2 separate regions of the Mus musculus genome follow, and region 2 is linked to region 1. Evidence: chromatin contacts called from public HiChIP or PLAC-seq data. All regions are on one chromosome and are shown on one strand. Each heading gives the region's core, a stretch centred on a gene start, on an enhancer-like site or on the middle of the called end of the contact. The rest is flanking DNA. Distances are from core to core; before and after follow the strand shown.

Region 1 (6,552 bases), core at 1,807-4,306:
CCCATTACAGATGGTTGTGAGCCACCATGTGGTTGCTGGGAATTGAACTCAGGACCTCTGGAAGAGCAGCCAGTGCTCTTAACTGCTGAGCCACCTCTCCAGCCTCCTTGGATCTACTTTTAACTTTGCTGCGCTGTTACCTTCTGTAGGGCCCATTGGTCTCTGATGCCCAAGGTGTTTCTGAGCAGCCTTTCCGGCGGCCGCTTTCCCTACATTTCAGATGATGTTCCCTCTGCAGCTCTAAATCTGATCCATCTCTCTCCACGCTCCCCCCAACCCCGTGATTCACAGTGATCCTGAAAGTCTGCGTTTCCTCCTTTCCCCTGTGTCCTAGCCCCACCAACTCTAAGGGTCCCACCCTGCCTCCCTTTGCCCAGCCATTAGTCACTGGCATCTTTATTGATCAATCAAAAACTAACTTTAGTGTTTGCACAAACAAGCACATTCCCTGTCAAATCAAAGCATTAGGCCCGATCTCCAACACCCACCAAACATCATGCATCCTCCACCCAAGTCTGCCGCAGCCAGCCCAAGTCTGTGGAGTCCCAACAAAAGCAGATCAACTATGCAACGTAAGGCAGACCAATACCTGAGTGCTGTTAGCAAAGAATCCTTCATCACGTGTCCCTTCACACACTTGCTTTAGCAGAACATCCTCTCTCCTGTGTGTGTCTCTCAGCGAAACATTCCTTCATGAGTCTACCTTAGCCTTTCACACCTATGTCTGCTTTAATGAAACGTCCCTTCATGTGTTTGCCCCAGCAAAATATCATCCAACCGACTTTCCAAAGAACCCTAAAGTTTCCACTTCACCCCAGAGATGCCTTTTTTTCTTCTTATCTACAGTATGGCAAGGCCTTTTCTAAGGGTTGCAGCAATATCTGCGATATCCCCCAGGCTGTCCTCCCAGCGTCCACCAGCAGAAAGGAGAGACAGGCAGGAAACAGAATTGTGCAATAACTCCATAATGACAATAAACGGGGCCTGCTGCCAATGAAAAGCACCGGGTAAGCTGGGTGTGGTGGTGCTTGCCTGTCACCCAGCACTCTCTGGAGGGCAAAGCACGTAGGACTGAGAGTTCAAGACCACCCTTGGTGATATAGTGAGACCATCTCAGAAAAAGGCGGTGCTGAGAGGGAGCCGTATATTGAAGGAGTAGAGCTAGGTTAGACAGGAGGGGGCTGGAAAGGATGCAAAAGAAAAGGGAGGAGAGGTGGGGCTGAGGGAGGTGTAGGAGCTTGGGACAAAGTGCCACAGAAAGCTGTTCCACAGCCTGTGAGGGAGCTGTTTCGGGTGAGAAAATGAAAACTGACCAGGGAGGTGAGGACACGCTCAGGTGGCAATGAGGGGTGCTTGTAAGAAGCCCGTGGCTTTATCCTAAAGGCTGAAGCAGAAGATGGGATACAGCTAGGTGGTATCGGAGAGGGAAGGAAGGGAGAAGGAAAGGATCAGATGGGATGTGGGATAAGAAACACCCTGTGGCTGCTAAAAGGGAAACGTGATGGAAGAAGCAATCGGGCCACTGAAGGAGCAAATTATAGCTGGGATCCAGGAGGGAAAGGGCAAGGCTAGACCAGGGTGAGACTCTAAAGAGGCAGCCACATAGGAGAGAGGTTTGTAAGGCTGAGCTCTCCCTGGGATTCCATGCAACCAATCCACACTGAGCGTTCAGGAGGACCCCAGGGCTCAGACTAGGTGGCAGGTTAGATGCCGGGGCTGCCACATCACTGAATCAAGATACAAACAGGATGGTGGTTATGGTTAGGACCGAGAGCGAGCAGCTGAGAGGCTTGGAGTTGATCATCAGAGAAGTGGGGAGTCTAGAGGACAGACATGGGGGGGAGGGCTGTCTCAGAAACATCCTCCTAGATCCCAACCAAGAGATGGATTGGAGGCAGGGGGATGGAAGGAGGAGTGGTGGATATGGAGAAGGGCAAAGGGAGAGAGAGAGAGAGAGATGCCAGGAGGTGACATGGGATTCTGTGGTGATCAAAAGCAGCTCAATGATTTGATCAAGAAGCAGCCTGACTAATGAAGAAGAGAACTGGGTACTAGGAGGCCATCTGAGCATGCCCTCTATGGCAAACACCTAGAGGCATAGAAGCAGACATGCAGCAGAGGCTTAATACTGGCTCCGGATCTGCCAGGGCTGGATACAAGAATCCTGAGGCAGAGGAACAACCAGCATGGGTAGCAAAAATCCCGGGCACCTCGTCATCTGGGCCACCCTGTGCAAGAAACTGCATGCACTTTGACCTAGATCATTCTCGCACTAGCCTGCTGCATTAGCAGGGGCTGTCCTCGTCCCCATCTTAAAGCTAGACACACTGAGGTACAGGAAGACAGGCATTTGCCCATTGCCCAAAGTCATGTGGCTGGGCTAGAGCTGGGGTTGTCACTTCAGTCTGCTGCCACCTCTGGATTCCTGTTTCTGTGTTCAAGTGGGCTTCGGTGGGTTTGAGTGTTGATGTGCCCTCAGTGAGTACCCTGATCCCCCATATGCCAGTCCCGCAGTGACCTTCCATTTGTAAGACTTCTCCCCAGGCAAGCTCCTGACCCGGCTCATCTGAGGGTATCTGTGGGCAGGCAGCATGCCATTGCATGTCTCTACCTGTCCCAGCTTCTGTGTCAATGCAGAGAGAGAGAGAGAGAGAGAGAGAGAGAGAGAGAGAGAGAGAGAGAGAGAGAGAGAGAGAGAGAGTCCTTGTTCAAGCTGCGAGTGTGAGGGGAATTGGAGGAGGCCTGGCAGGCTGGGCTGAGGGTGGGGGCCCAGAAAGGGGGGCTGGGGGGCGTCTTGGGCTGAGAGGAGTGGAAATTCTACAGGAATGTTTACCAGACCCTGAGAGTTCAGGGGGACACAGCGCCCATCCTCCTAACTCACCAGCCCAGGATCGGCCTCAGCCACCATGAGCCACCAAGGTCTCCTTCCTCCTCCCCAGCCTCTCTCCAAGGCGCCCAGGCTCCTTTAAGACAAGGCAGATCCCGTACTCTTCACTCCTAGTTAACCCCTCCAAGTCCCAGTGGCCCCAAGGCTGGGGCCCTAGTGGGCGGAGGCAGAGGGGGAGCCAGGGGCGGGGAAAGAAGTCTGGGAGTGAGAGAATGAGGCAGGGTAGCCGGGAAGGCGGCTAGCTGCGGAGGAGTTGAGCCAGCCGAGGGGCTCCCGCTGTGCCAGGCGGGCAGTGCCAAATCCCAGGAGCCCAGGGGTGGGGGGAGGGCCGGGGACAACCCGGCCCTGCCCCCTTTCCTAGCGAGGTGCCCATCAACTTCGGAAGAAAGTTTGGCATCAATCTGAGCTGTTGGTGTCTGGAGGATGGGCAGGGTCCCGCTGGCCTGGTGGTTGGCGCTGTGCTGCTGGGGGTGTGCAGCCCATAAGGGTGAGTGATGGGGTCTCACTGAGGCAGAGACGCCGGCTGATGCGATCCAGGGCAGGGGCAGTGAGGAGGTGGGGGCTGGCTGGCAGGTGTTATGGGTACTGGGCTGGCTTAGGGAGTTTCCTTGGGACGACAGAGTGCTGGCCTGGGCGCGCGCGGGGGGGGGGGCGGGGGGGGCGGCAGAAAGACACAGACTCAAAGAGCCTGGAGTTAGGGAAAGCAACTCAGAGAGGAATAGAAGGACAAGAAACAGTAACCGGGAGGACCAAAAGATGGACTGGGCAGAAAGACAGACAGGAGGAGTTGAGGGAGGGCTGGGGGGTTGAGGAATCTGTGTCCTGAGGAGAGGGACAGAGCTAGAGGGTCCAGATTACAGAAAGGGCTCTTTCCCCAACAAACACAGAGGAAGACTAGAGAAGGAGGGTTTGGGAGTCCTGGGCCCCCTTTGTCACTGCTGTCCCCCTCCACTTGTTCTTGCCCTGCTGGAGTGCTCTCTCTCTCTCTCTCTCTCTCTCTCTCTCTCTCTCTCCCCTCCCCTCCCCTCCCCTCCCCTCCCCTTTCCTTTCCTTCTCTGCTCCGTTTTCTTTTCCTCTATCTCCCAGTCCAGACTGTGAAGTCTCTAGAGACCAGAATGGCAAGGACCGGCCCTGCCAGGCAGTCCAGGGCGTGGGAGGCTGCCAGATCCCAGGCCTTCTTCCTAACAGACTGGACATGAGATGGAAGCCGGACCTCAATCCCCTGGGAAGACTCCTATCCTCTCCCATGCCTCCACCCCACCCCCCTCTGAGGTCACTCTACAACTATGTGGGGTCCTGGCAACCATGGGCAGATAGGGAAGGTGGACCAGAGGAGCAGCGAGCTGCGGGTTTCCTAACCATGCTCCTTACCATCTCCCTGACAGACACACAGACCGAGGCTGGCAGCCCGTTTGTGGGGAACCCAGGGAATATCACAGGTGCCAGAGGACTCACGGGGACACTTCGGTGTGAGCTCCAGGTTCAGGGGGAACCCCCTGAGGTGGTGTGGCTTCGAGATGGACAGATCCTAGAACTGGCTGATAACACCCAGACCCAGGTGCCTCTGGGCGAAGACTGGCAAGATGAATGGAAAGTTGTCAGTCAGCTCAGGTGTGGCACCTGTCACTGACCAGGGAGCTCCATACACACAGCCCTTCCGCACCAAGCCACTGGGCAGCCCCTCCACCTGGGTTGGGAATCTCCACCTGACCACTTACTGGGCACGTGGCTCTGAGCTTGTGATATGACCTCTGGGTTTCGTTTTCCTCTTCTGTAAAAATGAGTTAAAAATAGGACCTACTTCAGCCTCCTATAAGTTTCCTGTCCAGACCCCCTCCCTCTTTCAGTTCTGCTGACCACATCCCAGTGTCCAGCTCTGACCCCCAGCCTCTAAATCCCCCTCTTCCCTTCTAGAATCTCAGCCCTGCAACTTTCAGATGCAGGGGAGTACCAGTGTATGGTGCATCTAGAAGGACGGACCTTTGTGTCTCAGCCGGGCTTTGTAGGGCTGGAAGGTGAGTTCTCGGGTCAGAGCTTATGCGGGGATGACAGGTGAAGAACTCAGAGCTTTTCCCATTGGGACATAAAGTCCAGAGACTTAGGGAATCTTGGTAGTTGGGGAGGCATGGGAGGCCATACATTATGGGGGACAGGTCTATGTCCCAGAGGAGAGAGATTTGGGGAGCTTTTGGATGTCCTGGGGAATCAGATATGCTTGGAGTAGGACCTTCTAGTCTGGGAATCAGCTGCACACAAGTTAATTCTCCCATATTTCCAAGTACCTCACTCCTTCATTAGGAAAGGGATACGAGGAAAGCCAGGCATAGTGATGCACACATATAATTGCCACTTTCAAGAGACTGAGGCAGATGATCTGTAGTTTGAGGCTAGTCTGGGATACATAGAAAGACCCTCAAAAGGAGAAGACCCCGGCATGCTAACACACACCTTTAATCCCAGCACCAAGGAGACAGAGACAGGAGGATCTCTGTGAGTTCAAGGCCAGCCTGGTCTACATAGTGAGTTTCAGGACAGTCAAGGCTCTGTAGAGAGATTGTATCTCAGAGAGATGGGGGGGGGGGAGGGGAAGAGGGGGAGGAAGAGGAAGAGAAAAAGAAAAACAGACAAGGCGAGACTTTTACATGCCCTGGAAAATGTTCAAGGTGGTCAGGCATAGGCTAAACCAGATGTTGGAAGCATGGTCCTAGGCATAAAAGCATAAAGGATCAGATATCTGAAGGTGACGCACGTTTCCTAGGTGACCAGATATAAGGGACAAGTCAAAAACCCTGCAGGGTGGATGTAGTGTTTAGCACCTCCAACATCCTAATGATAATCTGGGGGCCCTGAGAGGGTCAGAGGGAACCAAGTTTCTGTCCTTGACTGCCCAGGTCTCCCGTACTTCCTGGAGGAGCCTGAGGACAAAGCTGTGCCTGCCAACACCCCTTTCAACCTAAGCTGCCAGGCCCAGGGACCCCCGGAACCCGTGACCCTACTCTGGCTTCAAGATGCTGTCCCCCTGGCCCCAGTCACAGGACACAGCTCCCAGCACAGTCTGCAAACTCCAGGTGAGTCTGAGAGTGGGCCAAAGCAGAGCAGCCAGGGCCCTTCATTCGATGTGTCTGTCTACTTGTCTCTGTCTTCTGTCTTATTTCCCTTCCTGTGATTTTTCATCTGTCTGTCTGTTCTCCATCCCTCTGTCTCTCCATCACTGTTTCACTACTTCTGTGTGTGTGCCTCTGTTCACCCCAGCCGCCGCCTCCTCCTCCTCTTCTTCTTCCTCTTCCTCCTCCTCTCCTCCTCCTCCTTCTTCTTCTTCTCTCTCTCTCTCTCTCTCTCTCTCTCTCTCTGCTTACCCCAGCCTCTCTCTGTTCACCCCAGCCTCTCTCTGCTTACCCCAGCCTCTCTCTGTTCACCCCAGCCTCTCTCTGTTTACCCCAGCCTCTCTGTTCACCCCAGCCTCTCTCTGTTCACCCCAGCCTCTCTCTGTTCACCCCAGCCTCTCTCTGTTCACCCCAGCCTCTCTCTCTCTCTCTCTCTGCTCACCCCAGCCTCTCTCTGTTCACCCCAGCCCCCCCTCTCTCTCCTCACCCCAGCTTCTCTCTGTTCACCCCAGCCTCTCTCTGTTCACCCCAGCCTCTCTCTCTCTCCTCCCTCTCTCTCTC
Region 2 (6,552 bases), core at 1,108-3,607, 43 kb before region 1:
AAAAAGTTTTTGGTATGTTTGTGTATATTTGTGCGTGTGTGTGTGTGTGTGTGTGTGTGTGTCTGTGTGTCTGTGTGTGTGTGTCTGTGTGTCTCTGTGTGTGTGTGTTTGTGTGTGTGTCTGTGTATGTGTCTGTGTGTGTCTGTGTGTGTGTCTGTGTATGTGTCTGTGTGTGTGTATGTGTGTGTGTATGTGTGTGTCTGTGTGTGTGTGTCTGTGTGTGTGTGTCTGTGTGTCTGTCTGTGTGTGTGTGTGTGTGTGTGTGTGTATGTGTGTCTGTGTCTGTGTGTATGTGTGTGTGTGTAGATACCCTCAGAGACCAGAAGAGGACATCAGATTTCCCGGAACTGGATCACAGGTTGTTGTGAGCCACCCAGCATGGATGCTGAGACCTGAGCCCAGTTCCTCTAAAAGAGACAATGAGTGTGTTTTGTTTTGTTTTGTTTTGTTTTGTTTTGTTTTGTTTTGTTTTGTTTTGTTTGAGACAGTGTCTCTCTGTGTAGCCCTGGCTGTCCTGGAACTCACTCTGTAGACCTTGAACTCAGAGAGATCCACCTGCCTCTGCCTCTCCAGTGCTGAGACTAAAACACCTGGCATATAAGTGCTCTTAACCATCGAACAGTCTCTCCAGCCCAGGGATGAGAACTGTTCAAACTTGAGACTCAAGGAACAGCTCCATGATTAAGAGAACATACTGCTCTTCCACAGAATCCAAGTTCAGTTTCCAGTACCAAGTCAGGTGGCTCACAGCTTCTGTAACTCCAGCACCAGGGAACCCAATGCCCTTCGCTTCCTTGGGCTCCTACAGTCATGTGTGCATTCCCCCATGTGCGCACGCACGCACGCACACGCACGCATAATTTAAAATAATAAAAGTAGGTTATTCTCTTAAAAAATGTTAGAGGCTGGAGAGATGGTTCAGTGGTTAATACATGTTCTTGCAGAGGACCTGGGTTTGATTCCCAGCACCCACAAAGTGACTCACAATCATGTACAACTCCAGTTCCAGGTGGTATAAAGACCTCTTCTGACCTTGGAGGGCACCAGGAACATATATGCATGCAAAACACTTATACACATAAGTAAATCTTTTAAAAAAAATTTTTTTTAACTTAAGTGGTGGTGGTGTAGCTCAATTGGTAGAGTGCCTGCCTAGCAGTCATAAAGCCCTGGACTCAATCCACGGCACCAAACACCAGGTGTTGCATGTTCATAGCCCCAGCACTCAGAATGGGGAAGCAAGAGATTCAGAAGTTCAGGGTCCCCCTCAGTTAGTCATAATGTGAGTTTGAAACCAATCTGGGCTTCATGAGACCCTGTCAGACAAAAGAAACAGAGAAGCATAAAGACATGAGCACTGGGAAGAGGAGCCAGGGATCTCCAGGTTCACTGACAAGACATCCTGGGTTAATTGCTGAGCCCTGGGTCAGTGAAAGACCCTGCCTTTAAAATAATTAATAATAATAATGATGATGATGATGAATATATATAGTACATGTTTGTGTGCATATATGTGTGTATATGTATGTATTTATATATTTGTGTGTATGTATATATATGTATATATATATGTGTGTGTGTGTATATATATATATATATATATATATGTATATATATATAAAACTAAAAAAGAGGTGTCAACTGAGAAACAGCACCTAAAATTGACCACTGACCTCTCCATGCACCTACCTGCACACACACACATACACACACACACACACACACACACACACACACACACACGCACACACACGCACATGCATGCGCACACTCCAAAAGTGAAGTCTAATTATTAAATGTCTTCCCTAACATTTCTGGCAAACTCTGTAATGAAGAAATATAATGATACCATTATACAAACTCTCATGGGATGAGGAGGTCAAAATACTCTGTTTTTCTTTGATACATTTCAAATTGGTTGCCTAGAGAAACTTAGACAATGATCTGTTTCTCCTGGCCTCTGCTAGACTATGAAGGATTGAGTCAGGACTGTTGGTTTCCAAGTCCCCAGAACCCCCAGAGTGTGGCCTGAGCATGGAAATGGCTCCCAAGCCTGAGGTGGGGCTTTGTAGGTCTTTGATACCAGGCACCTCTGGAGGCATCTGCTACATCCTTGACTTCTGGATCTTCTCCAGACATTCATTATTCTGGAAGCCCAGGCATGCTGATTTTTTTTAAAGAGAGAAGCAGATGGGATTTACTTTCTCTTTGGAGATGTGGGTGTTAGGAAAACAATGACTCCCAGAAAGGAACTCTCAGGAGCCTGTAACCTTCTCCCTACTCTGTGAGGGTGATGTTTCCTTCTGGAAGGGCAGTACGCACAAGCCCAGGCTGGTTCAGGCAAAGAAAGTTAAACATTTATAACTGCAAGAGCTGCCTGACTGAAAGTGCGGTGTGGCTGAGACAGCCAGTAGCCTGGGAGGGAGTATGCCGAGAAAAGAAATCCTTTTCACGCGGTCTTTTGAAATTAGTAACAAACCTGTTTACACAAGTTAGTACAGTTAGAGGAATGGAATGTCCGTGAAAAGTTAAAATGGAGAAAATAATGATAGCCACTCTTGGGTGGTGGTAAGACTTGGGGTTCACCCCAGGCACAAAACAAGCACCCTGAACTTTAGTTGCCACACATTGACTAACCGAACCAGAATTTGCCAAAATGCAATACAGGCATTAATCCTAGGACTCCTGTAATTCTCAGGGAGAGGTATTGATGCATTGCCTAGACTTGCTGGGTGAGATCACTGGGAAAAGACTCCTGCCCATGGCCACCCACAAGGCCAGCGTGGGGTTTGAACACAGCACGAGAGCAAGAAGGGAAGAAGGGGAAAGATTGTGGTGTCCATCTCTGACTCCCTTCCACCCGCTCTTCCTTCTCAGAGTTTTTTGGTCCCTCTAGGTCTTCCACCTCGCCTGGTTTAGCCCTCTAACCACAATGCAATCGGAAAGCAGTAGCTCAATAGCTGGAGCATGCTCTGGTAGACACCGTGTGCATGCAATGGAGTGAGCCTGCAAGAAGCAAGTCAGCTCATGAGGAAGAGTGTGGCATAGCTGGGCAGAGGGTCCCAGAAGGAGGCAAATAAAGAGAAAGTCAGAGTAGGACCCTATCCTAGAAAGCCAGACACTGGGAAAATAATCTACTGTCCTCCAGTCCCAAGTTCCTCGATACAAGACAGAAAGGATAGTACCCAATTTAAAGAATCTAATGGGGAAGAGCCAGAAAGATAATTCCCAGCACCTACATGGTGTAACTTCGGTTCCAGGGCATATGATGCCCTCTTCTGTCCTCTGTGGATACGTCCCATGTGATGCACAGACATACATGCAGGCAAAACGCTCATGCACATAAAAATAAATCTAAAAAAAAAACTTTAAAAAGGAATGAATGGAAAATAGTTGCAGATATGAGCTGTATTTACAGAGGAGGAAAACTGGGAGTCGAACAGCCTAGTCAAAGCCACACAAAAAGACGGTGGCTGTGGCAGAGCAAACTGAATTCAGGGAACTCCCTTTGTCAAAAATTTCCTTTAAAGAAACAAACAAACAAACAAACAAAGTCCCACCCCCATTCCCCATCATCCCCAAAACCTTGTCGATCCTTCCTGGTGCCCCCTCTGAGCATCACCACTGTTGTTTTGTTGTTTTGTTTGTGGTTTTGTGAGGGTTTGCCATTGGTTGAGTTTGTTATGGGATATTATTTGGGGGTTTAAGAGACAGAATCTCACTTTGTAGCTCACATTGGTCTGAAACGTGCAATCCTCCTTTGCCAGCTTCCCAAGGACAGGGGATCGCTGATGTGAGCCACCAAGGCCCAGAAACCAGATGCTGAGACTTGTCAGGCCTGGGTGCCTGGGTGAGACAGATGGGACTGGTCTCTCCTCCCTGGTCTAGGCAGAGAAACCAGAGCTCTACAAATAACCCAGCCCATTTGGCTAGGAGGAGAGGGGCTTCAGGAGAGGCCCGGAAGCCAGGTCAGGAGGGACTGGACCCACTGGGCTCAGAGGGCAGATCAAGGAGAGGGCAGCACAGAAGGAAACAGACTTCCTTTGACTCGGGCATCTGAAATTCAATTCTCAACCCAGAAAAAAAGATGCAGAACTGATTTTAAAAGGAAAGGCCTGGAAACCATCAGAGCTCAGCTATGTCTCTGGGGGCAACAGAGGGAGACATATGTCAAAGTCATTTTGTGAAACACCTCCCAGAAGTCAAAACAAGTGAGGCAGAACCACCCTCGTGGATAAAGACAAATGCAAAAACTAAGTAAGCCTCCAGTTGCAAAAGATTTAGGTGTGGGAGCTGGGGAGACACCTCACACTGTAAAACCCTTGCCTTGCAAGATTAAGGTCAGGGGTCAAAACCACAGAACCCACACAGAGCTGTGAAGTGCACCCCTAATCTGGCACTAGGACAAGACAGGGGGAGACAGAAAGGACATCTGGAAACAGACAAGACAATAATGACAGAGACCCAGGCTTCAATGCTGTGAAAGACAAGGAGCAATATCAGAGCTTGATCCTACACACATTTCACCATGACAGGCATATCACACGCACGCACGCACACGTAGCACACAAGAATAGGTTCCAAATGTGTGCCAAGCTATTGAGCCTGCAAAGGAAGATTTCTGTAAATGTTGTAGCCCAGGCTGTCCTGTGTAGGCATAATGTTTTTGTGAACTCTGTAAAGGTTATCTTTGTGTTATTCAAATGTTGACTTCTCTGCCCTCATATCTTGTTTCAAGGCAGACATGACATTGTAATGTTTAGGTCAAGAATCTCCTGTCTCAAGTTTGTGTAAACATTCTTACAACTTTTTTAAAAAGTATGAAATTTAAATAAGAAAATAAAGAGACTTAAGAGAGACAAATATATTTTTTCCATATTAAAAGACAGGAAACACTATAAAAGAGGGCATTTTGACCCCCCATTTGTTTTGACTGTCAGCATACAGATAATATGTTCAGTAATAACTATAATTCTATATATCCTTTTTAAGAAAGATCAACCTAGGGGGCTGGCGAGATGGCTCAGCAGGTAAAAGCACTGATTGCTCTTCTAGAGGTCCTGAGTTCAAATCCCAGCAACCACATGGTGGCTCACAACCACCCGTAATGAGATCTGACGCCCTCTTCTGGTGTATCTGAAGTCAGCTACAGTGTACTTCTGTATAATAATAAATAAATCTTTGGGCTTGAGTGAATGGGGCTGACCAGAGCAAGCAGAGATCCTAAAAACTCAATTCCCAACAACCACATGAAGGCTCACAACCATTTGTATAGCTACAGTGTACTCACATACATAAAATAAAAAAATAAGTCTTAAAAAAAAAAAAAAGAAAGAAAGAAAGAAAGAGGCCGGGCGTGATGGCGCACGCCTTTAGTCCCAGCACTTGGGAGGCAGAGGCAGGCGGATTTCTGAGTTCGAGGCCAGCCTGGTCTACAGAGTGAGTTCCAGGACAGCCAGGGCTACACAGAGAAACCTTATCTCGAAAAAACCAAAAAAAAAAAAAAAAAAGAAAGAAAGAAAGAAAGAAAGAAAAGAAAAGAAAGCGTTCAGACTTGGGCTTGGGTTCCGGCGACATGGCTGAACGCACCAAGAAGGTCGGCATCGTCGGCAAGTACGGGACCCGCTATGGTGCCTCCCTCCGGAAAATGGTGAAGAAAATTGAAATCAGCCAGCACGCCAAGTACACTTGCTCCTTCTGTGGCAAGACCAAGATGAAGAGACGAGCCGTCGGCATCTGGCACTGTGGTTCCTGCATAAAAACAGTGGCCGGCGGGGCCTGGACCTACAACACCACCTCTGCAATCACAGTGAAGTCTGCCGTCAGAAGACTGAAGGAACTGAAAGATCAGCAGAAGCCCTGCTGTCTGAGACTTGCCTAGCCTGCAATAAACGGGTTATTTACGTAAAAAAAAATAGAAAGAAAGAGAGAAAGAGAGAGAGAGGGAGAGAGAGAGAGAGAGAGAGAGAGAGACCAACATAAAACAGGCTTAGAGAAAAGAGACTGAGAATTACATACTAGATCAGAGACCATGAAGCAAGGTCAGAGGATTTTTTAGTCCTTTCTTTGCTTCCCAGATACCTAGACCATCACCCCAGGATTTTTCTCTTCTTTTTTTAAAAATTTACTTTATTTACTTTGTGTGTGTGTGTGTGTGTGTGTGTGTGTGTGTGTGTGTGTGTGTGTGTACCATGTGCTATAAGGGTAGAAGAGGATATTGACTCCATTGGAACTGAAATTAAAAGGTCCAGGGTGGGGAGGCGGGGGCTTTGATCAAGATGCTAAATAAATCAATAGGAATAAAAGACCATTGTGAGCAGCCATGTAAGTACTGGAACTCGAACTTGGTTCCTCTGCAAGAGCAGCAAGTGCTCTTCACCAGTGAGCCACCTCCCCAGCCTCCCTGGCTCTTTTCTTTCCTTTTCCCTTGCAGTATTTATAAGAAATACAACCCAAGGATTTTTGTCGGTGGTTAGGCAAGCGCTCTATCACTGACAGACACTTTCAGCCTCACATATAAAGATCTTAATTAAAAGCCAGACACATCGGCTT

Evidence for each region. HiChIP or PLAC-seq counts read pairs in DNA pulled down with a chosen protein or histone mark.
Region 2: a contact with region 1 is called in an HNF4G HiChIP or PLAC-seq map of pancreatic cancer cells. The contact joins the enhancer-like site here to the promoter of Axl in region 1. A contact is called at or near these places in 1 of 39 promoter capture datasets (hematopoietic stem and progenitor cells), 2 of 484 Hi-C or Micro-C datasets (pre-megakaryocyte-erythroid progenitors and uterus), 6 of 115 datasets of contacts at active chromatin or transcription factors (effector CD8 T cells, embryonic stem cells, extraembryonic endoderm stem cells and 3 more) and 3 of 9 other capture datasets (adipose tissue, liver and pancreatic islet).

What each region holds. Positions count from the first base shown.
Region 1 is chr7:25,785,237-25,791,788 of GRCm38.p6, reverse strand. Axl (AXL receptor tyrosine kinase) reads left to right here and starts at 3,056. Exons shown (of 20, transcript NM_009465.4): 1 at 3,056-3,374; 2 at 4,273-4,498; 3 at 4,802-4,902; 4 at 5,779-5,955. The coding sequence starts at 3,311.
Region 2 is chr7:25,827,901-25,834,452 of GRCm38.p6, reverse strand. It overlaps the pseudogene Gm4613. Among named protein-coding and RNA genes, the nearest start is that of Gm46015, 6.9 kb to the left of the region's middle. Within about 2 kb of position 2,357, at least 63 of the 459 cell types and tissues checked have an H3K27ac peak or open chromatin away from gene starts, as enhancers often do. A contact at or near this core is called in adipose tissue, liver and pancreatic cancer cells, where this site is marked.